Linked DNA regions of Ovis aries: region 2 is linked to region 1. A link is a contact called in public Hi-C data. All regions are on one chromosome and are shown on one strand. The core of a region is the stretch at or near the end of the contact, and the rest is flanking DNA. Distances in the headings are between cores, read along the strand shown.

Region 1 (7,242 bases), core at 512-3,011:
AGATGGGAGCTGATGCTTGGCGGCCTCAAGGATGGCGTCCCAGGGGTTGGGCAGCAAGGGCCGCCCATCTTCATCAGGAGATGCCATGGGGTGCCTCTCAGCGTACCATCATCCAAGGAGCCTTGCAGAGCACATGGAGTGAGGTGAGAGGGTCCCAGCGGCAAGGGTCCAGAGCTCAGGGTGCTGATTTTCCAAAGCATATACATACCATCCCTTGCCTTGGGGGAGTGAAGACAGATTGGGGGACCACACACCCCATCTCCCTTCTAGTTGGCAGGTTCCTGTTACTGAGTGTCAGCCACTGTGCCATCACGTACTGTATGTGTGTCTGCACAATGCAGGATGGAGCCACAGATAAATGGATATGGTGATATTTTACAATATATAGATATATGTATTGATATATATGTATTTGATATGTGGATATATGGATATGATGTACAGAATGATACATAGATATATGTATAGATATATGATAGATATACATATAGATATATGTAAACTATATATGTCCAATATAACATAGATACTATTATTATCTACAGACAGAATTTGTATCAAAGTCAGAGGGGATTTCAAGCTACTACTTTTTACTGCCCCCTTACAAAGGAACAGAATAGACATTTTGGAGTCCCCAGAACACTTTTTTTGGAGTTGACACTCAAATTGTCAGGCCAACACACCCCTTTTGTATCCCAGAGTCTTAACAGACCCCCTTCAGGGGTCAAGGAGGCTTAGAATTGTGGGGTGATGGCACTTCAGAGCCGGCGTCTTGAGAGTACTTGCAGCCTGAGAGGCCTCTGTCACTATAAAATGGGAAGAGAACACTCCTGCCCCAGCCCTGGCCCCCAACAAGGGAAGCAGCAGGCGAGGTGAATGGGGACTTTTTGCTTTTTCTGTGCTCACAGGAGTGGGACAGGAGCTTGGTGTACCCTGATCTGGGAACAGCAGGGCAGGTCTGGTATATACATCACAGGATGTTCTCCGGCTGCAGGGCAGATCAGAGGGCAACAGAATCACCTGGTTGAAGGGGACAACCGGAGACTCTTAAGTTCTCCAGGAGGACAAAGTAACAGAGAAAGAAAAGGCATTACAGGTTGCGGCAAGAGCACCTAAGAGCTCAGAGGAGTGAAAAGTACCTAACGTGTTGGGGGAAGAAATTTTCACTTGCTGGAGTTTGCGGTGCAAACGGACCAGACCGTGAAGGGTCCTGAACGCCAGGTTGAGGAGCGTCGCTCACCGAACGGGCTGCCGAAAGCCACACAAAGCAGCAGCCCCAGTCTGGCATAATCCCGACCGTGCCTCCACGTCCGTTTCTTGGCTGCGGCCCGTTAGCCCCGCCCCCGCCCAGCCCCGCCCCCCACGCCCCCGCGCACCGCCCAGTCTCCGGCACCGCCTACCGCCCCGTCTCCGGCACCGCCCACCGCCGGACCGCGGGTTGTTATGACAACTGGACGCCACCGGCCACTCGGGTGGGGCTTTTAAATTCCAAAGTTCGGAAACCGGAAACCATCGCGCGTCCTCCCACCTATTCCCCAGCTTGCTTTCCCAGCCCCCACCCTGTCCACCTCCCAACAATTATCTCGCAGCTGCGGCCTCGGCCTCCGCCTCTCTTCCCGGCCTCGACAGGGACGAAAAGGGCCCGCCGCGCCTCTTCGGTCGTGTTCTCCCGCTTGGGCAGCGGCGCGATTACTAAGGCCGTCGCCGCCTTCGGAATCCCGGTTCATCAGTCTTACATCACTGAACAGCCACATCCTTCCCACCCACCCCCCCCGCTCGTCTTTCGGGACTTGGCGCGTCCTGCCGCTCCTGAAACACGATTGGTTCCCCTGGCCAGCGGAGGGGCGGGGCAAGGAGGACTCCCCCTGCTCATTGGCTGCTGTGGGCGTCACACAGAGAGCCGGGCGAGCTGACCGGAAGGTCCGGGTGCGGGACGGACGAAAAATCTACAGCGCCGGGAGAGGCCGAGGGGGACCCGCGAGCGTCCCGTCGTGCTCCGCGCCGCCCGCAACCACTTCCGGGGCGGGAGCGGGCCGCTGGGTCCGCGCGCTGTGGCGGTGACCGGCGCGGAGGGAGCCCGAGTGGGCGCGGCCGAGGGAGCGCGGCGGCCAGCGGCGGCCCCAGGGCTGCCCGGGGCCGAGGCCCAGCGCGGGGAGGCTCCGCGGCGGCCCGGCCCCTGCCTGGTGCTCGCACCTGCTGCCCGTTCGCGGGGCGTCCCAGCCCTGCAGCTGGTTCGCCGCGGGAGTTTACAGCTCCGAGGATCTTCGCAGCTGAGGAGCCGGGACGGAAAGCCACGTGCGGGGTAAGGTTACTGGGAGGAGGCGTCGGCGCTTGGGTAGTTCCCTAGGTTACCCTCCCCGGGGCCCGAGAACGAGGTGGGGATGCCTGGAGGCAGCGGAAGGCCCACGCCCCGGGGCAGGACGCGGTGCCCTCGGGCTTTTACAGACCTCCTCCCTGTGGGCGTGACGGTCACCACCAACGTCATTTGTTGTTGTTATTTACTTTGGTGTGCTTTAAAAGTAACAGATACTTAGCATTTTACCGAATGGACAGAACGCGAAGGTGGAAGGAAAATTAAAAGATCTCATTCTCAGTGCTGCTTCCTGGAGATAAATTCTAGAAGCGATAAGCAAAAGATTTTCGACAAGTATACGTGATATATACCTGTAGATGACTCTGTTCCTAAGGAATAGCCCGTGGTTTTAGAGCGTCTGGCATGGAGCAGGGTGATAAAGCAGCTTGGTCCCTGGGTATCCACGTTCTCCTTCCATGATTCTGATAGGCTCTCAGCGTTGTGCCTGGTTTCATACAGTTGAAAGTCGCTCAATCGTGTCTGACTCATGGGGTCTGACAGACCTCATGGACTGTCCATGGAATTCTCTAGGCCAGAATACTGGAGTAAGTAGCCTTTTCCTTCTCCAGGGGATTTTCTGAACGCAGGTCTCCTGCACTGCGGGCGGATTCTTTACCAGCTGACCCACAAGGGAAGCCTAAGAATACTGGAGTGGGTAGCCTGTCGGGTCTCCAGCGCATCTTCCTGACCCAGGAATCAAACCGGGGTCTCCTACATGGCAGGTGGATTCTTTACCAACTGAGCGAGCCTCCAATAAAAGAGAATATGGGTCCTACCCTGGAGGAGGCATTTGGAGTAGAAGAGACACCCCCAAAGAAGGCTGAAGGGGTGTTCTGAAAGGAGTGCAGAACTGACTGCAGCTGATTTGGATTCTTGTTCAGGTTCGGCAGCCAGGATTGTTCAGCTGCTGTGGGCAGCAGTCTGCTGCGGCAGGAGCGTGACCATCGCATTTCATCCCCTGGAACTACCAGGAAGGAAAGACCCAAGTGACCCCAGCATCCCCCTCCACCGCGATGTCGGAGCTCAGCGATGAAGCCAGCGAGCCAGAGCTGCTGAACCGCAGCTTGTCCATGTGGCACGGGCTGGGCACGCAGGTCGACCGGGAGGAGCTGGCTGTCCCCCTGGATCTGCACACAGCCGCTTCCATTGGCCAGTACGAGGTGGTGAAGGAGTGTGTGCAGCGGTAAGAGGTCCTGGGAGGCATTCCTTCCTCTCGGATGGTTGAGCGCCACCGCCCAGGTGGAGCCATCAGGAGGCTAGCGAGGCCTGGCCCACAGCTGTAGACGTTTAACCCATGGGTAGATTGTGGACTTCCCTGGTGGCTCAGACGGTAAAGCGTCTGCCTACAATGCAGGAGACCCAGGTTCACTCCCTGGGTCGGGGAAGATCTCTCAGAGAAGGCAATGGCACCCCGCTCCAGTACTCTTGACTGGAAAATCCCATTAACGGAGGAGGCTGGTAGGCTGCAGTCCATGGGGTTGCTAAGAGTAGGGCACGACTGAGTGACTTCACTTTCACTTTTCACTTTCATGCATTGGAGAAGGAAATGGCAACCCACTCCAGTGTTCTTGCCTGGAGAATCCCAGGGACGGGGGAGCCTGGTGGGCTGCTGTCTATGGGCTCGCACAGAGTCGGACACGACTGAAGCGCCTTAGCAGCAGATGCAGAGCAGCATGCCCGGCCTCCCTGCGCCCCCTGGATGTAGCCTTTCCCTTCGCAGTTATGACAGTCAAAAAATGTCTTCAGGCTTTGCCAACCATCCTTTGGGGGCAGAACCTCCCCTGGTTGAGAACTGTCTCTGTGGCTGGTGGGAGGAAGGAAGAGCTGACTTTGGGGTAGGAAGAGGGCACAGATGAGAACAAGAAATTGGAGCACAGAGGCAAACTCAAGGTAGTTTGCAGAGGCAGTGGTCCAGAAAGTGGAGTCACCCCTGAACCCTGTGATGTCCAGGGTGGCGGTTGACTCTGCTTCCTGTCAGCACTCCCCACTCTTTCTCTTGGCCTGGCCACTGGGTTTGGTAAGTCCCACATGTACGATGGCTGGCGTGTCTAGCATGTCTTGCATTTGTTTAGGAGAGAGTTAGATTTGAATAAGAAGAACGGTGGTGGCTGGACCCCGCTGATGTATGCCTCCTACATTGGACATGATACCATCGTGCACCTCCTGCTTGAGGCGGGGGTCAGTGTGAATGTGCCGACCCCGGAAGGGCAGACTCCACTGATGCTGGCCTCCAGCTGTGGCAACGAGAGCATCGCCTATTTTCTTCTCCAGGTGAGCTGCAAGGGTCTCAGGCCACTCGGCAGATAGGGAAGCACTGCAGCATGCTTGGGTAATCACTTCGATTCTTTCAGTGTAATGGCCTGGAGGGTGCCCGCCCTGTGCAGAGGAGACGTGGCCTTAACAGGCATTCTCTGTTCTCTTGAAGCAAGGTGCTGAGCTGGAAATGAAGGACATTCAGGGCTGGACTGCCCTTTTCCACTGCACCAGTGCTGGGCACCAGCAGATGGTCAAGTTCCTTTTGGACAGTGGAGCGAACGCCAACGTGAGGTCATTACCAGGTCGTCCGCAGCCGTGGGAGTTGGTTGGTCACATCTGACTCGGAGGAGGGCAGCTGTCGAGGCAGCTAGAGGCCAAAGTGTGGGAGCCCCTGCCTCGGTGTGGCAGTCTCAAGACCTGGGGTGGAGGGGACAGTGCCGCCCAGCACAGAGGCACAGGGAGCGTCCTGGCTTTCTCACTCACCTGTCAGGTGACACTCGGTGCGGCACCTTAAGCTCTGTAGGCCTTGCTTTCTTTATCTGAAAAGAGGATGGTGGTGCTTATGTCATGGCGTTATTAGAATCACATGTCCTGTCATATGCCAGGGCCTAACATAGCGAGTGGCGCTTAACTGACACGTGTTAAATGCCAGTCCCTTTCTCTTCCCTGCCTTCTGTGTGTGTATATGTATATATCATTCCACATGCACATGTGAAGTGATGCTTCGAATGCACTCCTGAGTTTTTTAAGCTGGAAGTAGTGGTGCTGTCTAAAGTATGTCACCGTGATAATCCTCTTTCAACACGGCATCCACCTGACTCTGCACACCCTGGCTGGTGTCCGCTGGGGTCACACACTGTAGGTGTCCAGCCCATTAAGAAAAAAAGGGCTTCTCATTAAATTGCAGCTCATTTATTGACATTCTGACTTGAGTGATGCTGAAACCTGAAAACTATGTGTCTTCAAACATGAAAACCAGTGGTTAGCTTGCTTCCTGTCTCCTAGACTGGGTGGCACTAGTCAGAGCCAGGGGGTGCTCTGAAGAGGTGAGCGTGCGCCTGGTGCAGTTCAGCTCTGAGTTAAGCATAAGCAAGCACCAGGTACATATGGAAGGGCAGCGTCAGTTCTTAGTCCTGGAGTCCCCAGAGGGTTCCAGGCCTGATCTGCAAGGTGGGGTATCTGGAGAGGTGGAGAGGAGGTGCTTGCTATCTGTGAGCAGTGAGGGGTGATAGCTGCTTTTTGCTGTGGTTAAGTGGAGGCTCAGATCACAGCAAGTGGAAACAGCTGTGAAGGAGCAGAGACGGGAGGTGGATTGTCTTTGGAACAAAAGACTCCGGGCTCGGCGGCGGCGGGGGCGGGGGGAGGGTGGAGGTGTCGCTGTCGCCAAGGTTTTGTCTGACCGAGGTCCCCATGCAGGGAGCCGGTGTGTGGATTCACTCCGCTGATGGAAGCTGCGGCCGCCGGCCACGAGATCATCGTGCAGTACTTTTTGACTCATGTGAGTGAGCCTGTTTATTAGCTTGTAATCCCGTCACAGCAGCTGAGGCATCTTATCACTGAACCATAAACTTTCTCCTACACAGAAAGAACGGCTCTGCATCCGTTTATTCAGCACATTTTTCACTGAGTGTCTGTGGATAACCAGTGCTGAGTGCCACTTTAGGCATTAGGGGTACAGTCGTGAGTGAGTATAGAAACGTACTCTTAAAATAACTTCGAAAATACTGTTATTTGAAAAGTGTGGAAAAAATTTTAAAACAGTAAATAGCACTCATCATCCCATCACTTAGAAAATTTGTACAGAATCGGGAGGCCACCTCTGTTCCTCCTCAGGATGCCCACTGGGTTGATAAAAGACCACCTCTATAGACACCTGCAGACACATGGGTTTATACATTGAACGAAGCGGGATTCTACTGCATGTTTGCTCTGCAACTTCTGAAAAATAACTTAATGTGACAAGACATTGTGCCCTTTCATGGTATTCCACACAGCATCCATGCCATGTTTAGTTAGATCAGTTCCTTATTAGTAGAGTTGAGGTTTCCCCCGTTATGCAGTTACAGGCAGTGCTCCAGAGGATACCTTGGCACACAGCTTCAGCATGCATGCAGTTACTTCTGTATGCGGTATTTCTGTTTTTATAAGTTTTTTAAAGAATTTATTTTTACTTGGAGAATAACTGCTTTACAATGTTGTGTTGGTTTTCTGCCTGTTGTCATGCTCAGTTATGTCCAACTCTTTGTGACCCCATGGATTGTAGCCCACTAGGCTCCGCTGTTCATGGGATTCTCCAGGCAAGAATACTGGAATGGGTTGCTCTTTTATATATGTATGTGTGTGTGTGTGTGATTTTATTTATTTATTAAGCTGTGCTGGGTCTTAGTTGGGCCATGTGGGATCTTAGTTCCCTGATTAGGGATAGAACCCAGGTGGGGTCCCTGCATTGGGAGCACGGGGTCTTAGCCACTGGACCACCAAGGAAATCCCTGGGACGTTGTGTATCATAAAATGTTAACATGCTATCTCTTTCTAAAAAAGAATTTGGGGGCAGTACCTGCACACGTAAGAATCTGGACCAGACAGAAGGCACACACAAGCCTGCCTCCTCCCTCCACCTCAGTCTCCGTCGC
Region 2 (6,489 bases), core at 377-2,876, 200 kb before region 1:
CTGGAAGGAGAGGGCAGGGGGTGTGAGAGCAGAGGGGGGACATGGCGGGTGCTGCAGCTAAACACAAGGCTCTGGAGTCCCCCGTGTGTGGATCCCAGCCCAGCTCCACCTCTTCCCACTGCCGAACCGAAGACCATCCTTGTCCGAGCATCAGTTTAACGCAGCAAAATGAGAATAATAGGAGCTATTGGGAATTAAACCAAACAATGTATGTAAAGACTTAGCAAACCCTCAACAAAAGGCTGCTGTCAGCATCTTCATTGTATACATACCATTATTATTATTATCAGTACACAAAATGACAGCAGCAGCTTGGCCCCTGATATCCTTTTTCCTGTCAAAGGAGACTGAGATAACAGATGAGCTTCAACAAGGAAAAGGAAGACCTTGTCTTGCTCAGTGTGCAAGGCTCCTAGAAGTTGTGGCAAAAGATGGGATGGCAGAGGGGTCCTGGTTAGAAGCTGGACCCATCGGGTCAGCAGAGTAGCTCGTTAATTCCTTCTGATCTAGGGGTTTGGGGTTTCCTTCTCCTTCCCATCATGGCTGACCTCTTGGGGCCCTCTGACTGTCACACAAGGGGCCCCAGAGTCAGGGGTCACTCACCACCATGACCAGCTCGAATGGATGCTTGTAGACACGGACAGGAGACTGGTACTTCTGCACCATGTTTTCAAAGGACCAGCGGCAGGAGCCGGCCAGGCGGGAGTGGGCGCAGAGCCTGGGTGAGGGCGATGGTGAGGGAGCAGCTCCCTCCAGCTGAAGCAGGAGCCCCGGCCTCAGCTCCCCCTGGCCAGGGGCAGGCCCACTACCCCTCTGGACGCCCCCCCCAACACACACACACATCTCCCCAGCTCTCAAAGCAAGGGGGCCAGTGTGAGCCCCAAGTTACTTCCAGCCAGACCCCCAGCACTTGCCCCGCCCATTACCCAATTCCCCAGACCACACTCGATCCTCAAGAGCAATCAGTATCCCCCAAACTTTCCTCCCTTCTCGCCCCGTCATGCTGGGAGCCAGTAAACTCCCATAAAGCCACCCTGCTGGAAACACCCCCACGATTCATTCGCCCATGCACCCCGCAAGAATCATTGCACTTGCGCTCCCATTTTCCTCCAAGATCCCCTAACATACACACACAGTCTTCACCAGATTTCCCACGCACTGGCTCTGCCACACAAGCACACACATGCACGACTCCCCTCCCACACGAGAGAGCCCTTGCACACGAACTCAACTTTGCACACACACCCAGCTCTGCAAGCACAGTTCCCTAGATGCGCACAGACATTGACACACATGCACACACACAGATGCAAACGCACGCACGCATGCACACCCAAGCCCCCCAAAAGTCCAACTCACCCTCGCCCTCGGAGTCTCCGGGGACGTAGACCCAGGGCTGAGCGAAGCTGAGCCCGCGGGAGTCCTCCGTGGCCTCCTGGCCCAGAGCGCAGCACTTAGGGCGGGGCGCAGCACCGCGATCGCCAGAGAAGTCCGAGCCAGCGATCGCTGATCCCGGGCTGTCGGGTCTTGCACATCCTGCACCCTCCGAGTTGGTCTGGGAGGGGACGGCTGGGCGGGAGCGCTCCAGGACCCAGGACAGCGAAGATCCCAGCCTGGCCTGGCTCCACCCCCGCCCCACCCCCGCCCCACCCCCCGACTCTGCCCCGGCCCCGCCCAGATTTACCTCCGGACAGGCCCCGCCCCAAACTGGCTCCACCCCGTCTTAGCTCCGCCCTTCACTTTACACAGCCTTCTTTAACCGCGCCTCCACCTCGGCCCTGCCTCCATACTGGCCACGCCTCTTGCAGACCCCGCCTCCACCGGGTCCCGCCCCTAAAGCACCCAGCCTCGGGGGTGGCTCAGCCCCAAGGAGACCCCGCCCCAAGGCTCTAACCCCAGTCTCACTCTGCCCCCAGTCTAACCCTTGCCCCTCCCAGCCCGGCTTGCCCCGGCTCAGTTCACGTTTGGCCAGTTCCCTAACGGGCAACCCCCTCCTCCTGGGCTCTGAGCCCAGTCCCTCCACTAGCCACACCCCAGAGCCCTCCTGACCCCGCCGGGGATCTTTCATTCACTTTGCCCGCTTTACAGAGCGCCTGCTGAGTGTCAGGACTTGCCAGGCGCTGGAGAGTTCTCAGTGAACAAAACAGGTAAAAAGTCCTCGCCCTCGTGGAGTTTACCTCTCAGTGAGGGAGTGTGTGCGTGTGCATGCTAAGTCGCTTCAGTCGTGACCAACTCTGCACTCCATGCACTGTAGCCCACCAGGCTCCTCTGTCCATGGGATTCTCCAGGCAAGAAATACTGCGGTAGAGTGCTGTTTTTCCTCATTCAGGGAGTCTTCCTGACCCAGGGATCGAACCCGCCTCTCTTATGTCTCCTGCATTGGCAGGCGGGTTCTTTACTGCTACTGCCACCTGAGAGGGAGAGAGACATTAAATAAATAAGACAAATACAACACTGTGTGTGATGGGGGGAAATGCCAACGTGAAAAAAATAACCAGGGAAGGGATTCAAGGAGCCAGCAGAGTGAGGGTACAATTTAACACACGGTGGACTGGTAGAGTGAAGCCATCATTCATTTTCATTTTGGCTCGCACGCAAACCCTTCTGGCCTTTGCAGGATGCAGGAGACCCAGCATCCTTCCATAGTTCCCCCCTTCCTCTCCCTCTCTGTTTGGCTTGGGGGAGCCAAGAGGCTGGCTCTAGACAGCCTTGTCATCCGTGTATTCATTCATTTGACAGGTACTGAGCACCTACTGTGTGCCAGCACTGTGACTTTATCCATTTGCAAGAGGGAATCGGACAGGCTCACCTGCTCCTGCATGACCCAGAGTCCTAGGCAGGGAGAGGGTGTACTGAGAGACAGCGCTCTATTTAGCAAACGTATCGTTGCCCTTTGTGATAATCAGCCCCTAGCTTCCTTCCTATCTTGCGTCACACTCTGTAATCATCTTATTTACTTATTCATTTTATCTCTTTGTAGCTCTGACCCAGGAGACTGTGAGCTCCACAAGGGCAGAGACCTTATCTATCTTATTCACGTGCCCAACGTCCACGGGATCTTACTGGGGACCTGGCACACTGGTGCCGTGCGTTTTCTTGGTTACGGTTTTCAAGGACAGTGAAGCTGAAGCTCCAATCCACTGACCACCTGATGCAAAGAGCCAACTCATTAGAAAAGACCTTGATGCTGGGGAAAATTGAAGGCAGGAGGAGAAGGGGACGACAGAGTATGAGATGGTTGGATGGCATCACCGACTCGATGGGCATGAGTTTGAGCAAGCTCTGTCGATGGTGAAGAACGAGGACTCCTAGTGAGCTGCCGTCCATGGGGTCCGGAAGAGTGGGACGCGAATGAGCGACTGAACAATCCGGAATGGGAAAGGAGCGCCCCGGGTCCCATGCCTGCCACAAGATGGCAGCACAGTCCATGGCTCCTGGAGTCGCCACGAAGGGGACCGGTCCGGGGGAGATGGGAGCCCCGAGGTGCATCGCGGTATCCAGGGCTCATCCAGGAAACCCCCACGCTCCTCCTGGGCGTCTTGCAGGGCGCGTAGTGAGCGTTCACGCGGTTGACTGTTGTCACAGCACGATTGCTGATTGCCGTTAGCTGGCACAAAGTAAGCCCAGGTTGGAATGCTAACACCTGGAAGGATAAAGCTGAGCGATCGATTCCAAACTCTCCAGCTCCGAAGACCGCTCCCCACACCCCAGCAGGGCGAAGGCTGAAATGCAGATTCCCGGGCACCGCTGGAAGAGCCTAGGAATTGGCTTATTTAACACACTCTCCAAGTGGTTCTTCAAAGTGGACACGCCTGGCAGTGCTGGAGGTCATTCCCAGCGCTGGGGGATTCCAGGACGCTCAGAGGAATTGCGGGCCCTGGGGAGGGGTTGGGGCGCTCGTAAGTGGGGGAGTTCGGCTCTCAAGAGCTCCTCCCAGATGGGCGGCGTGCTCACTGCTCCCAGTACCGCGTTCTGCCCAGACGGAATCTTCCGGGTCACCTCCACGCGTGTCTCCTTTGCCACAGAAGGTGCCGGCTTGGGGGAGCAGGGGCCGGCGTGAGCGATGCAAAGAGTGGGAGCAAGAAAAGCCGCGAGGAGCAGATGAGAGGCCCTGAGACTACGGGGAGGCTCCGGGACTCCTGGCTGACTCCTGGCTGCCGTTGGTGCCGCCTCTGCCCACAACCCGTGAAGACGCCACTGGGGGGAGGGGAATTGGGGGGAAAGAGATGCTGCAGCTGCGTGGGCCCAGGAACTCAGAGCAGGAAGATGGGGCCCAAAGGGGAGGGAGAGCCTAACTGCCCCCTCCTCCAGCCAAGGCAAAAGAATCAGTAACAGCACCACCTGCCAGCTGCTTCCGTCACAGCACCGTTTTCCTATCAGTCATCCCTACCTTTTATTGAGCACTTACTTGGCACAGTGGTGGCTCAGCGGCTAAGAATCTGCCTGCAATGCGGGAGACACAGGTTCCATCCCTGGGTCGAAAAGATCCCCTGGAGGAGGGCATGGCAGTCCACTCCAGTCTTCTTGCACGGAAAAACCCATGGACAGAGGAGCCTGGCGGGCTACAGTCCATGGGGATCTCAAAGAGTCAGACAAGACTGAAGCAACTTAGGACTCACGCAGGCACATACCAGGCATGGTTCTAAGACTTTACAAACATTCAAACACTTAATCCTCAAAAATAGGCCCTGTAGTGATGAAAACGTTTTTGGCACTCCACAGAGGTGGTGGTTGCACAATACTGGGAATGCTCTGAATGCCGCTGAATTGTACACATTGAAATGGTTCATTTTATGTTTTAGAACCACACCTACCCTGAATATTCACTGGAAGGACTGAAACTCCAATATTTTGGCCACCTATGCGAAGACTCAACTCATTGGAAAAGACCCTGATGGTGGGAAAGACTGAAGGCAAAAGGAGAAGACGGAGACAGAGGATAAGATGGTTAGATAGCATCACTGACTCAATGGACATGAATTTGAGCAAACTCCAGGAGATAGTGGAGGACAGGAGCCCGGAGTGCTTCAGTCCATGGAGTCACATGGAGCTACTGAACAACAACCAACTATACCTCGATTAAAACAAACAGCCTTTTCAGGTCAAAACTCTGTTAATTCTCATTTCCCTGGTGGCTCAGAGGTTAAAGCATCTGCCTGCAATGCGGGAGACCTGGGTTCGATCGCTTGGTCGGGAAGATCCCCTGGAGAAGGAAATGGCAACCCACTCCAGTACTCTTGCCTGGAGAATCCCATGGACAGAGGAGCTTGGTGGGCTACAGAGTCGGACACGACTGTGTGACTTCACTTTCACTAAAGACAAGGAAACTAAGGCACAGAAAGTTTGAGTAACTTGCCCTAGGTCACACAGCTAGCAAGGAAATCAAACCCAGGACTTCTTCCCCGAGAGCTGCAGTGGAAGTACCCAAAAGGTGTGATTTTCCCAGCCTGAGCTTCAGAGATATCCAGGCATCCTCGTCAGGACCAAGGAGGTACCAAAAGGTTGGGCTGATCCTATGGGAACACGGGGACATGAAGTCAGTCCCAGGGGCAGGACCTCCAGCCTCCACCTGCCGCTTCCTACTGGCCCTCGAGAATGATTGAGCCACAGCTGCCTATTGTTGTGGTGGATTTTGAAGACTCCAGGAACTATCTCACATCTGTGAATATCTCCCTGCAGTTGAGTGCATGTGTGTATGTGTGTGTGTGAGATAAGGTACACAAAACGGGACTTCCAGGGTAGTCCAGTGGTTAAGACTCTGCGCTTCCACAGCAGGGCTCAAGGTTTGACCCCTTGTCAGAGAACTGTGATCCCACATGCCGTGGCAAAAAAAAAAAAATAATTATAATAATAACATGAAAATTACAAGTTTTAGTCACTTTCTTTCTTTCTCTCTCTCTCTTTCAAGCCAGAGACTTTACTGGGAAGTGGCACCCGGATGGAGAGCAGGAGGGTAAGGGAACCCAGGAGGACTTAGTTATTTTCAAGTGTACAATTCAGTGGCTTTTCGTGCATTCAGAAGGCTGTGCATCCATCACTGCTATCTAGTTTCAGAACATTTTTATTACCACAAAAGAAAACTGGTACCCATCAAAGCAGTCACTCCTTCCTACGCCCCTTCCCCCAGTCCTGGCAATCCTCAGTCTGCTTTCTGTATCACATCTCATTTGTCCTGGGGCTGCTTCTAATCCTGTTCCTTCTTCCTCCTCCCCAGAGCTCAGACACCTCCCAGACTGGGGAACCTCCAAGGTCATCAGGGTCGTTGGCAAGGGTGGCTATGTACAGATGTGCAGGTTGTAGCCTGTGGCAGCTTCGATGGAGCAGAGGCTGAGTCTGGAGTCAGTAGGAGTCGGAGGAGGGGAGCGAGGGGAGGGGAACCTGACCTAGAGGGCTACACAGCCAGACCTCACCCACCTCAACCCCAAGCCCACCCCCAAGTCCAGTCACTTCCACACAAATGCTCTGGGATTCCAGCAGGCATTGAATGTG

Evidence for each region. Hi-C and Micro-C count contacts between places; a contact is called where the count stands out from the background.
Region 2: a Hi-C map of liver shows a contact between it and region 1, with 7 times the contacts expected there. The contact joins the promoter of SEC14L5 here to the promoter of DNAAF8 in region 1. A contact is called at or near these places in 11 of 16 Hi-C or Micro-C datasets (blood, hypothalamus, liver and 5 more).

Annotation. Positions count from the first base shown.
Region 1 is chr24:4,378,424-4,385,665 of ARS-UI_Ramb_v3.0, reverse strand. It overlaps DNAAF8 (dynein axonemal assembly factor 8), which reads right to left and starts at 1,761. Exons shown (of 10, transcript XM_027961566.2): 1 at 1,569-1,761; 2 at 1-121. The coding sequence starts at 87. ANKS3 (ankyrin repeat and sterile alpha motif domain containing 3) reads left to right here and starts at 2,014. Exons shown (of 16, transcript XM_060405635.1): 1 at 2,014-2,302; 2 at 2,923-3,536; 3 at 4,426-4,624; 4 at 4,779-4,900; 5 at 6,026-6,107. The coding sequence starts at 3,367.
Region 2 is chr24:4,581,744-4,588,232 of ARS-UI_Ramb_v3.0, reverse strand. SEC14L5 (SEC14 like lipid binding 5) reads right to left here and starts at 1,626. Exons shown (of 16, transcript XM_042239950.2): 1 at 1,360-1,626; 2 at 604-718. The coding sequence starts at 666.